Regions from separate parts of the Sus scrofa genome. Here region 1 is linked to region 2. The links are chromatin contacts, called in public HiChIP or PLAC-seq maps. All regions are on one chromosome and are shown on one strand. The core of a region is the stretch at or near the end of the contact, and the rest is flanking DNA. Distances in the headings are between cores, read along the strand shown. Region 1 has its middle 21 kb from the start of MYOM2. Region 2 overlaps ARHGEF10 (rho guanine nucleotide exchange factor 10).

Evidence for each region. HiChIP or PLAC-seq counts read pairs in DNA pulled down with a chosen protein or histone mark.
Region 1: an H3K27ac HiChIP or PLAC-seq map of alveolar macrophages shows a contact between it and region 2. The contact joins two enhancer-like sites. A contact is called at or near these places in 2 of 5 promoter capture datasets (fetal skeletal muscle and liver), 27 of 47 Hi-C or Micro-C datasets (alveolar macrophages, blood, brain and 13 more) and 2 of 2 datasets of contacts at active chromatin or transcription factors (alveolar macrophages and skeletal muscle).

The regions. Positions count from the first base shown.
Region 1 is chr15:33,506,944-33,510,138 of Sscrofa11.1, forward strand. No RefSeq gene overlaps it. Among named protein-coding and RNA genes, the nearest start is that of MYOM2, 21 kb to the right of the region's middle. Within about 2 kb of position 1,343, at least 21 of the 83 cell types and tissues checked have an H3K27ac peak or open chromatin away from gene starts, as enhancers often do. A contact at or near this core is called in alveolar macrophages, where this site is marked.
Region 2 is chr15:33,399,488-33,402,668 of Sscrofa11.1, forward strand. ARHGEF10 (rho guanine nucleotide exchange factor 10) reads left to right here. Exons shown (of 30, transcript XM_021076496.1): 7 at 1,488-1,544. Among named protein-coding and RNA genes, the nearest start is that of ARHGEF10, 31 kb to the left of the region's middle. Within about 2 kb of position 1,329, at least 6 of the 83 cell types and tissues checked have an H3K27ac peak or open chromatin away from gene starts, as enhancers often do. A contact at or near this core is called in alveolar macrophages, where this site is marked.

The DNA.
Region 1 (3,195 bases), core at 93-2,592, 110 kb after region 2:
GTCAGGACTCTGCCCTCCCCAGGGCCTGGGACCCCGGCCCTGTCCTTCCTGAAGATTCTGTCTGGAAGGCATGACTCTAGGGCCCTTGACAGATGCTCCTGGGCTGTGGCAGGTCCACAGCTGTCCCCACACAGAGGAGGAGCTCACTCTCATCAGCTCTAGTTAGTAAATGCTCTTGGGAGGGTCAGGGCTGCAACTGGCACAGACAGTGGGCTCTCCCGGCAGCCTGGGGCCTCTTTGGGGTCTGTCCTCCTGGGACACAGCTTCAAGGGGCTGGTGGCCCTGTTGGAGTTTGGCGGACAGTCCTGGTGTTGAAGTCTGGATGGAGCTGTGGGGTCCTTGGGCAGAACAGGCAGCCCTGTTGGGGGCAATGCTCAGAGACCAGTGAGATTCAAGTCCAACCCCACGCCTTTTCTGCAAATTCGATATTAACCTTTCTTATGCATTCCGATAACATCTTCTACTTCCATGGCATAATTTGGAAATGCTCTAAAATTTGAGCAGTGATGGTATAATTGGGCTTGCACATATGATCTAAGAAAAAAAATTAATATCTGAAAAATATACATCACATCCTTTGCCGCGGTTTCAGCATTGTGTCATCATTGAAATGTACTGCACACGCCAAGCCAGGCTGCCCTGTTTCCTCCTGGGTTTTAGACCACGGGCCCCTCTGGATAATGTAGGAGTAACTTGATATCGGGTCTGTGGGTCACGAAGGCTGTTTTCCTTCAGCCGGCGTTCCTGGGATGTGGGAGGTCAAGACCGAGGCCTCCGTGGCCAGCGCAAAGCTGCACAACAGCTGTGGCCATTTAGAGCGTGTTTACTCTGCAAATGAAACTTTGGGATGCTAGAGGGAACTTACAGGAGGATGTGGTCACGTCTGCTGCTCTAAAAGCAGCTTCAATTTGGGTCTGAAAGGCCCAGGACGGCAGCCTTTGTGAGCTGTGGCTGGCGGAGCCCAAGGCCATGGTAACCAGACGTAGGGATGGCAGTAAATCTCAGTTTCTGTCAGGGCGCAGAGTCCTGGAATCTCCTCCAAGGCAGGGCACCTTCGGGGCAAAATCAGCACCTTCAGGGCAGCTGGCTTGGGGCGGGGACAGGACCGCAGCATGTCTCGTGTGCAGACCTCACCGGCAGTTCCCATTCCATTTCTTCTGCACTTTTCTGCCATTCATCCTCAGTGTCCTCCTCCTTGGAAGGACTTTACAGCCGACGCCCTGATCTGCCAGGCACTGTTCTGCACACATGGCGCGTCCCATCCCCTCTTGCTGGTCACAGACCCTGTCTGTAAACACCCAGGGCAGGGACACAGCAGAGCAGTGTCCACGGCCGCCTTTGTGTGTGTGAAAGCGGCTGTGGGAACAAAGGACAGACAAAGGCTCTTTCTTACTGTGGGCTCTGGTCTGAATTCCTCGTGTTTCCTCGGTTCCAGCGGGATGGCATCCAGGAGCAAATGCGACAACTGCTCCCAGAGCAGGGACCACAGTAGAGAAAAGCAAGAGGAAGCTGTTAATTCCTCACAGCTCTCCTTAGTGGTTAAAGGGTTTTCTTTGATGTCGATCTCTGTGTCCCTTTGCCACAAAGTCGCAGTCCAGGGAGTTTGTGAGCGTGTCAGCAAGGTCCTTCTCTAAGCCTTGGCTCTGGTCCCCACCCCCGCCCCGTCCAGTCACTAATCGTTTCTGATACTTTCTTTGGCCCCGTTCAAATGCATTAAACTCAAATGGCTATTCGGATTCTAGGAAGGGAAGGATCCTATCAAAGCGGAAGTAGGAGCAGTTATTTCAGCAGTTCTTGAGTTCCTGCTGTGCCATGAGCATGAGCAGGCCTAGCACAGCTGTGCCCCCGCCGCTGGTATGACTGGGGTCCTGAGGGTCAGGGAGGGCTTCCTGGAGAAGGCAGTCCCAAGCCCAGTGCAGGACAGACCCCGGGACGCCGTAGCTGGGGGACTGCTGTTGGTGGCAAGCCAGACAAGCGAGGGATGGGCAGGTGGCTGAGCAGGGCTGGCTGTGGGCTTGGCGTGGTTGTGGGGAGCATGGGAGGTGACGGGAGGGGAGACAAGGTCATGGGGGCCAGTGCTTCCAGAGGGCCCCTTGGGTCTTGCCTTTGACGCGCGATGGGCCTTCAGAAGGTCCTCAGCCTTGGGCACTAGTGGATGGAGGAGCGGGATGCAGTGAGGGTGCCTGTGCCAAGGCCATTGGGCTGTCCACCCATCCCCACGATGTGTCCCCATGAAGCTGAGGCAGGGAGGACAATGCTGTGAGTGAGCAAGACAGGTGCTCAGCACCTGTGGGCGGAGGGCTGTGACCGCAACAGAGCCCTGAGACCCTTGAGTGCAGGGTGGGTGATCTTCTGCCCCCTCAGGAGCAGGGACCAAGCGGGGAAGGGGGGGTGGTTAGAACCATCTTGCGGGAGAAAAGCAAACTCATCAGTGACTTCGACATCCTGAGGGACAAGCATCAAAGACCAGAGGCCCCTGACTGCCTCCTCCACCCCCATCCCTCTGCTTTGTTTCCCATGAACCAGGGCTCAGCACAGGTGGGGGACACAGTGGGACTCAGCCCTCGGCTGCCCCTTGGCAGGAAGCAGAGAGCCCCCAGTCCTCAGCGGACTGGATGTGGACTGCGTCAGATGAGATTTGAGATTCCAGAAACTGCGGGGTCGTGGGGGAGGGGGGAGCTGCCAGGATGCCCCTGCCCACCTCCAACTGCTGCTTGTTTTTGTTTTTCTCATTCTGGGTAGCCAGTACTTGGTCCCGCCCCACATGGCCAGGCACTTTCTAAGCCCCAGAAACGCCAGCAGGAATCAGCTGCCTTACCCATCAGTGTTTCCAGACCTCAGGTGTGACTCATGCATCAGGAAATCAATCTGCTGGGATGCAGCTGCACCTATGGATTGAAATAGAGCAGAATAACCAACATCAGAGCTTATCACACAAAGTGGGGGTGAGCAGTTATCCCCCCCTACAGACACACAAATACAGACACACAGACAGGCATACATAGACACACACAGACACATAAATACAGATACACACAGACACAGACTCACACAGAGACACAAACACAGAAACACAGACATACTCACACACAGACACAGATACTCAGACACACACATACAGACACACAGATACACACACATGGGCCGACACACGCAGACACACACATGTCCTCCAGGGGCCACAGGAAGGGTCTT
Region 2 (3,181 bases), core at 79-2,578:
TTCCCATGGTACCATTTTGAAGGGGTGGTGGGTGGTTAGGCAGCCTACTGACCAGATGGCACACCAGATCTGTTCTGCGTGTAGTTTAGAAAGCAGGACCAATTTTAGCTAGATTTGTTTTTACATTTTTTTTTAAAGTAAAGATTGCTTTTCTAATTATCCCTTTTAGTATCCACTGGCTCACTAATTTCTTTGTAATGGTTTTTTTGTATGATTGACTTACAAAGTAGAACCATCTTAACTATCTCCTAATTATTAAATTCTCTCCTATAATGTTTCATTTCGGTTTTAATGATGACATTGTCAAAACAATTTAGTTTAAGTACATGATTCTGCTAGGGGGCTATTAACGCTGGATCATTATAGGATTAAACCATCATCTAGTTATTCTCACGCCATTTTATTTCCAAAATAGAATTTGTCTGACTTTCTCCCGTAACTTGTTTTTATTATTAGAATAACATATGTATATATATTTGAAAGTAAGCTCTGTACACTAGCAGCCCCTCGCATTACCTAATAGGAGTGGAAATACCGTGGTCACAGTTAATAAATATTATTAGAGGACAACAAGCATGATGTGGGAGCTTGACAATAGCACAAGAACAGGACTATTGACCCTGAGGACATGGGGACAACGACTGTGGGTCGACATCAGAGGACAAGTGAAGCTGTATTTATGTACCTCATTTGTCTCCCGTTGCTTAGTGACCAGTTACCTTTATGGTTTCCAGGGTGGAGGACACGGGTTTGGTTGGTTTCCCTGTTAAGCCCGGAGCTCTTACAAAATGTAAATGAAAAACCCCATTGCTCTACTGCAGGATCGCCTAACAGAGGGAGCATCTGCCCATGGAGGGTCCCTTCTGCTTTTTTTTTTTTCTTTTTCTTTTTAGGGCTGCACCTGAGGCATATGGAAGTTCCCAGGCTAGGGGTTGAATTGGAGCTACGGCTGCTGGCCTACACCGCAGCCACAGCAACATGGGATCTGAGCCACACCTGTGACCTACCCACAACTCATGGCAACGCCGGGTCCTTAACCCACTGAGTGAGGTCAGGGATCGAGCGCACATCCTTCTGGATACTAGTCGGGTTCTTAACCTGCTGAGCCACCACAGGAACTCTCTGTCCCTCTGTTTCGGAGGCTGAACACTACTTTTGTATTTTCTATCAGAACACATTAACTTCATAAACTTAAAAATGTTTTTAAAGCTCTTGTACAGTTGTGTAATTGAACGTGAAGTAATGGAATAAGCAGGCCTGGAAACCATAAAACTCCCACTGGGGATGTTTCACAGCAGCTCAGATTAGGGTGTGGTCCTCCTACCCCCTAAGGCTAGGGCTTTGGTCAAGCACCGCCTCATGACTGACTAACTTCTCCAGGAGCTGCAGCAAGTTGTAGCCCCAGGAAATGCCAACTCCTCCCCCACCCCGCCCCCACGTGCCCTGGTCTTGGTCAGGTTTTAAAGTTTCCCTTCCTTTTATTCCAGATCCGGAAGAAGCCATTTATGATGATGTGCCAAGAGAAAATTCAGACTCCGAGCCAGGTTTGATTTGGGGCTGGAATCGAGTTTTATGAGTTGAGTCTGCAGTTTTTCCCTCTGGGTATAAGCGTGCAGCTTACCTGCCAGGGCCACAGCCCATGTGGGGCTCGTCACGATCTGTAGTTTATGGTGTCCCCATGTGCACACGCGTGCATGTGTTTATATTACAACTCTCGAGGGGGGTAATTTTTTCAATTACCCTAAAGTATCAGAAGGAGTTAGAGACGTGAAAAAATAGGAAGGTAAGACACAGGGAAGCTGGAAATGCCAGCATGTACCTAATAAATGATATGACAACATGGGGGAAAGAATCACTGAGGATTTTCTAGAATTAAAGATGGAAGTTATCAGATTGTAGAAATATGAATTCAAAGCAGAGTGCAGATGAGTCTGCACTGAGGCACACGCAGTTCACGTGACTGAGCACAGCCCCGTTGTGACATCTGGCAGCAGGGGAGAGAGCGTGGCCACCCAGGGAGGAACAGCAGCATAATGTTCTCAAAAGTGCTGAAGGAAAGTGTTCCAGCCCAGGTTTCCACACCCAGCCAAAGTGTAAACCTTTTTTTTCCTTTCTTTTTTTTTTTTGTCCTTTGTCTTTTTAGGGCCTCACCTGTGGCATAGGGAATTCTCAGGCTAGGGGTCGAATTGGAGCTACAGCTGCTGGCCTACACCACAGCCTCAGCAACATGGGATCTGAGCCACATCTGCGACCTACACCAGAGCTCACGGCAATGCTGGATCCTTAACCTACTAATCGAGGCCAGGGATCGACCCTCAACCTCATCGTTCCTAGTTGGATTTGTTTCGGCTGGGCCACAGTGGGAACTCATCAATCTTTTTTTTGTTTGTTTTTAATTGTATTGTATTGAAGTATAGTTGATTTACAGTGCAGTGTTAATTTCTGCTGTACAGCAAAGTGACTCAGTTATACATACATATCCATTCCCACATAGGTCATTGCAGAACACTGAGTAGCGTTCTCTGTGCTGTGCAGTGGGTTCCCATTGACCATCCATTCCATAGAGCTCAGTGTGCATGTGCCAATCCCAAACCCCCAGTCCATCCCCTACCAACCACTTCTCCCCTTTGGTAACCATAAGTTTGCTTTCAAAGTCTGTAAGTCTGTTTCTATTTTGTGAATAAGTTCATTTGTATAATTTTTTAAGATTCCACATATAAGTGATATCATGCGATACTTGTCTTTCTCTGGCTTATTTCACCTAGTATGATAATCTCTAGTTCCATCCACATTGCTACAAATAGCATTATTTCATTCTTTTTTAATGGCTGAATAGTATTCCACTGTATATACATATACCACATTTTCTTTTTTCTTTTTAAAGTTTTATGGTCACACCCACAGGGTATGGAAGTTCCTTGGCCAGGATTGAATTGGAGCCACAGCTGTGGCAACACTGGATCCTTTAACCTGTTTGGCTGGGCTGAGGATCAAACCCACAGCTCCTTAACCCACTGTATCATAGCAGGAACTCCGTCTTTATCCACTCCTCTCTCAATGGATGCTTAGGTTACTTCCATGTCTTGGCTGTTGTAAATGGTGGTGTGAACATTGGGGTGCCTGTATCTTAAGGTTTTAACAAGAGAAATAGCCTCTGGGAGTTCCCCTCATGGCTCAGTGG